Linked DNA regions of Rattus norvegicus: region 1 is linked to region 2. A link is a contact called in public Hi-C data. All regions are on one chromosome and are shown on one strand. The core of a region is the stretch at or near the end of the contact, and the rest is flanking DNA. Distances in the headings are between cores, read along the strand shown.

The links. A called contact is a pair of places that touch in the nucleus more often than the background predicts.
Region 1: a Hi-C map of Schwann cells shows a contact between it and region 2, with 4 times the contacts expected there. The contact joins the enhancer-like site here to the promoter of Plpp1 in region 2. A contact is called at or near these places in 3 of 12 Hi-C or Micro-C datasets (Schwann cells, kidney and liver).

The regions. Positions count from the first base shown.
Region 1 is chr2:46,223,558-46,226,257 of GRCr8, reverse strand. It overlaps Plpp1 (phospholipid phosphatase 1), which reads right to left. Exons shown (of 6, transcript NM_022538.2): 3 at 2,602-2,700. Among named protein-coding and RNA genes, the nearest start is that of Plpp1, 52 kb to the right of the region's middle. Within about 2 kb of position 1,392, at least 14 of the 93 cell types and tissues checked have an H3K27ac peak or open chromatin away from gene starts, as enhancers often do. A contact at or near this core is called in Schwann cells and liver, where this site is marked.
Region 2 is chr2:46,171,100-46,173,987 of GRCr8, reverse strand. It overlaps Plpp1 (phospholipid phosphatase 1), which reads right to left and starts at 1,411. Exons shown (of 6, transcript NM_022538.2): 1 at 1,257-1,411. The coding sequence starts at 1,314.

The DNA.
Region 1 (2,700 bases), core at 143-2,642, 52 kb before region 2:
CGTCAGCTTTCCTCCCAGACAGAGCCTCCCCTCCCCTCCCCTCCCCTCCCTTTTTGGTGCTCCTGACCAACCCACCTGTGCAGATGGCAAAGCCACACCCCAGTTCTACCCTGTTTTGCCTTTGAAATCTCCTTGGCTCCAGAGAGCAAAAGCAGAAAGCGATGGAAAAGGAAATAATCACTTGTAAGATAAACTACAGGAAACCTCAAAAGCGACAGCACCGCTGGGAGCTGGGAGCGGCTCAGCAGTAAGAGCACTTGCTGGTCTCACAGGGCCCAGCTTCGGTTTCCAGCTCCCACAGGAAGGCTCAGAAATGTCTGTAAATCCAGTTCCAAGTCAGGTGACACCCTCTGCAGCCGGCATCTGTGGGCACCAGGCAGGAGCATGGTGCATATACATGCAGGCCAAACACCCACACACAAAATAGAAAAAGATTTCAAGTCACCGTAAATTTTTGTTTGTTTGTTTTTTCTTTTTTTTCTTTTTTTTTTTTTCGGAGCTGGGGACCGAACCCAGGGCCTTGCGCTTGCTAGGCAGGCGCTCTACCACTGAGCTAAATCCCCAACCCCAAGTCACCGTAAATGTAAAGATGTGAATCAATCTCAATGAAAATTCTGCCTAATGAGAAACACACAAACCTACGACAAGGAAAGCTTCAACAGGAGGGAGGGACCTCGGACTAGGGACATTCTATAAAGCTGCAGTGTGGTACTGCAGAGGACACAGATAGTGAAGGACACCACAACAGCAGACATTTCAACCAAAGTGCTAGTGACAATTTAAATTATAAGATGGAGCTGTCAATAAGGTGGGAAACACTGTAGTCTACGGAGAAAAAGAATACTTTCCTTACATTATACACAAACATAAATCCAAAGGCTGGAAGCGCTAAACTTAAGAATAAACGTATAAAGCACAGGCGGGAACAGATTCATTAAGATCCAAAACTACAGACTATGAAAGCAAAAGATAAACTGAGTTTCTTGGAAACTACAGAGGCTGGGAGATGGCTCCCTTGAAACAGTGCTGTCACTCAAGAGTGAGGACTGAGTCCCACTTCCCACACTGGGGGGCGGAGACGGAAGATACGGTGCAGAGTGACTGAAGAACACACCATACTGACCTCTGGCCTCTACGTGCACACACACGACGTCACATAGAGCAGAAAAGGCCTTCAAAGTTTCTATTTCTATACTTCAAGCAGTATCAGTAAAAAAGAAAAACCAAGCAACAGATTTAGAGAAAATATTTCAAAACATGTCATAAAAGGGGCATTTATTAGAATAAGAAACTCTTACAGCTTAGTAGAACATGGAGCTCATTGACTGCTTTCTCCACAAGAGTGCAGCAGAGATGTCCAGACGGCAGGACCGGAAGGACAAAGGCGCCGCAGACACCCAGCAGCACCACTTACGACAAAACGCAGACAGGAACCCAGAGACACAGGAAGCCTGAGGCATGGCTAAGGCAGGGAAACTACCAGGAGGACAGCGAGGGCCTGACTAAGGAGGTCTCAGTCCAGGAAGAATGCAGTCAGCAACCACGGCGGCACCTGGCGCCTTCCTTCCTACAACTGTAACAACACTTACAAGGCTGCATGCTCAGCATGTCTACTCCGAGTAAAATGCAAGTCTCTTACATGTGCTTACACACGTGTTTACAGTGTAAACACACGTGTTTACAGCAGCCTTCATCTTATTTTTTGAGACAGGGTCTCACTGTGAAGCCCTGCCTGGCCTGGAACTCACTCTGTAGGCCAGCAGGCTTCACCTCACAGAGATCCACCTGCCTCTGCCTCTCTGCCTCTCTCTCTGCCTCTCTCTCTGCCTCTCTCTCTGCCTCTGCCTCCCATGAGCTTGGATTAAAGGGTGAGCCACTATGCCCAGTTGAAGCTTCATTTCTTATGGTCCCACATTAGAAACAACCTAACTATAAATCAACGTTCAGATGGCTGGATTAACCATCTGTAACAATCATGAAACATGGACAAACCATGAAACCGACACGTTAGCGAGAGAAGACAGATACATCAGCGCTCTCACTGAATGATCTCACACACAATGTCCTAGAAAACATGGAACAGAAAGGACTGTAAGGACAGAGAGCTGATAGACTGACAGGCTCATAGGCAGACTTAATGCAGTGAAAATATTCAAAACCGTGATCAAGGATTGAACAGGTTTGTGCATTATGGATCAATAAAGCTATTGTGCACAGACTGTTCCCTTACAATTTTATTTTATTTCAGTACAGCATCAAAGCAACACTGGGTGACTGGAAGCATTTGCCCACTGAGCCACGTCTCAGCCCTTGAACTAGCATCTTTAAAAAAGCTTACTAACCCTGAAGTGGGCCAGATTCATCTTAGATTCTCATACGTCATAATTAAACGTTTCAATAAAATGCTCCTAAATGGACACAGAAGCCTCATGACTAAAACAGTAGACTAAGGAACGAGAATCGAGGTTATGGGTTCATGAGTTCGTTCATTCCTGTTTTTACTAGTTTCTTTCTCCTTTCAAAGTGGTAGCCAGCGCCTCTCCAGTCACTAAAACCTTCTAGCCTAGGGCACTACTCAAGCACTACAGGTAACACACTCACCTGCCTTCCCTGACCTTCTGTTCATTCCCTTGACATACGAAGTTCTCAATGTAGCCATCGCTGCAGTTGATTTTTGACCAGTCTGGGTTACAGACAGCC
Region 2 (2,888 bases), core at 162-2,661:
AACTAAACATTTTCTCACCTCCACATCACAAGTGCCTGTGTTACAGAAAGGTTACCACATCCTAAGGAATGTTCTAAGACTGAACCATCTCATAGTGAAAATTTTAACAGTTTGTCAAGATTATAGGCACCTAAATGATCCGGCTGGAAGCAGGAGAGAGGAATAGTCTAGATTTGCTAGATTAAAGCCTGGGGAAATGTCCTATCTCTGAGAAGCCATTGTGCTGATTTGTATCTAGAATGCATAAGCCACTAGTCCAGCTGCCTTGAAAACTCGCCAGCACTACTTCATTTACTTAAACCAGAGTCCCACCACCCAAACCTCCAACGGCTTACAACTAGGTACTACTGCCTGACTCAATGGTTTACAAGTGACAGACAGGATACAGGGGAGAAGAAATGAAAGCCACCCCTTCCAATGCCTATCCCTTGACCAGATGACTCTAGTTTTGGGGGGGGGGGGGGGTTGGGAAGCTTTCTTTGTGTTTTTCCTGAAGGAAAAAAAAAACATCTGGAGACGAAAGATCCCCGGAACTGAAGTCTTCCATCAGGAAAATAACGTCAACTTTGCTGTAGCTAAAGAAGTTAAGGAAGCTAAAGCACGGCTCTTTGCACGGCTGTCATAGGAGACAGGCACACTAAGGCAAGGGCTGCGCTAGAAGCAAACAGCATGACTCCTACGGGATGGGGGAAATCAAGCTTCTTCAGACCTTGTCGGGCAGAAACCTGGCCATCTTCACCTCTCTTGCAACCTGACAATTTACAACCTGACGACGCCTTCTAATTAGGAACGTTCTAAATCTTTTATAGACGAAAACTTTCAAGTCCTTCTCACAGGTTATGATAAGCTGGGCACTGCTCGGGAAAAGTCAGAGTGTACCAAACCTCTAGCTTCGCTGCAGAACCTGATGAGTCAGTGACTAGGGTTCCAGGGTTCTCTGCACCGTGCAGAGGGAGGAGCCCACCCTGCCTGTTAGAGTGGGCCGGGAAACAGAGGGTAACAGCACAGGCGAGAACAGAGGCCAAGCAGCGCACCGACAGACAGGCAGGAAGAGCCCACGCTGGAGCCAGAGTGCTGGATGCAGAAGCGGGGGTCCCCCCACGCCCCCGGCTGCGCAAGCTGCTCCCCACAACTCTCTCCGCAGCTGCGGCGCACGCACGCGCGTGCACGCCGGGCACACCCACCCCACACCGGTGCGCGGCTCCGCGGCAGTCCCCCTCCGCCCGGAAGCCCCCCGGGCCGCGGCGCCTACGTACCCAGCAACACGCAAATCACATCGAGGACCACGTACGGCAGCCGCGTCTTGTCGAACATGGTCACGGGCTGGACGATGTCACTACCAGGTGCGGGCGGCGGTTGGAAGAGACCGCGGCGGTCCAGATACCCAATTCCCAGGAGCCCCGCCCTCGGGATGGCGGCAGCCCCAAGCGACCGTACGCCTCCTAGACTGAAAGCAGCAGCGACCTGGGCAGTTTGGACTCGGCCGCGCCGCCACCAAGAGCAACCGTGCCCCAGACCTTCCCTTCACGGTCCCCTCACAGGGCCCGGACTCCCGGCCAGTTGCCGCCGCTCTGTCGCCTCAGGCGCCTGCTCTCAGTGCTGGCTAGCCGCGGCCAAACGCCCTCCGCTGCCCTGTGCCCTCTCCAACAGGCGGGGCGAGCAGACTCCAGCTTTAAGGATGAGGACCCGTAGGGAGGAGGGGTGAGGAACACGGGCTCGGGCTCCTCCCGCCCCGGGCGCGCGGCTTGGGCCAGTGCGCGGCCTCGCCGGCTGAAGGAGCGCCGGGACGACAATGGGCGGAGCCGGGGAAACCCCAGGCCAGCGCAGACAGCCAATCAGCGCTATCGACCCCGCCCTCCGACTTGCGGAGCGCGCCCAGAATCTGGAAGCCGGTTGACGGGGCGGGGCAAATTGCAGGGATTGGGAGTCCTCTCTTTATTCCATTCAGCCCTTCAGTGCTAGGCGATGCTTCCTTTAAAGGAGAGCTGGACTCTGGTACACCATTCCACAGCTCCTGCTGCCCGCCATCCTTCTCCTCCCATGGGCTCTCCCTCCAAAGTGTTTAAATTAGTTACCTCTAAGTCCCTTTCTCTGAGAGACCTGCACCTTGATCTTCCTGGTAGTCCTAGCTGAGCTTCATTTTAGCAAGAATCCTTCTTGCTCTCTGATCATTCTTGATATTTTAATTCTTAATATCCGAACATATTTACCCTCCCGCCTTGGATGTATATTAAATCCACGGTCTGCCTTTAGCAAGAATACCCCTGCCATTAATGTCTTCTTAGTAATTTTCTGTTCACTGACTCGCTTCAGTCTCTTTGTTCCTCAGCTATGAATCTCCAGCTCAGTTTCCCCTAACTGCAAATCATGGCTCTTACTACAATAGAGTTCGTAGGGACTTCATTTGGGAGGAGTTTGGAGACTTGTCCAATGGTAGAGCTCTGGCCTTAGCATGCAGGGGCCTTAGTTTTGATCGTTAGCAAAGCATCAGCCATGCTCACATAGACAGTAGAGAGCTAATATGTCTTAATAAGTACATAATAAGCTTCAATAGTGGCAGGCCCCCTACCCGGTCCCAGGAGACCTCCAGAACACATTTAGTAATCTGTTTCCTAATTTGTAAAAAGAGGGTGTTGGTGATCCCTGCTGTCTTTTCTAATCAAGAGGAAGTGGTGAGACTCAGAGAAGATATGTGAAAATTGCTTTATAAAGAGTTAAACCACTACTACCGATGTTAACAATAGATGGTTTCCTCCTTGCTTGTAACTTTTTTTTTAGACAGAGACTCATTTAGCCCAGACAGGCCTCACATTCTGCTGTGTAGCAGAGAATAGCTTTAACTCTTACCTCTACCTCCCAAGGCATTACAGACGTGAGCCAACACCACC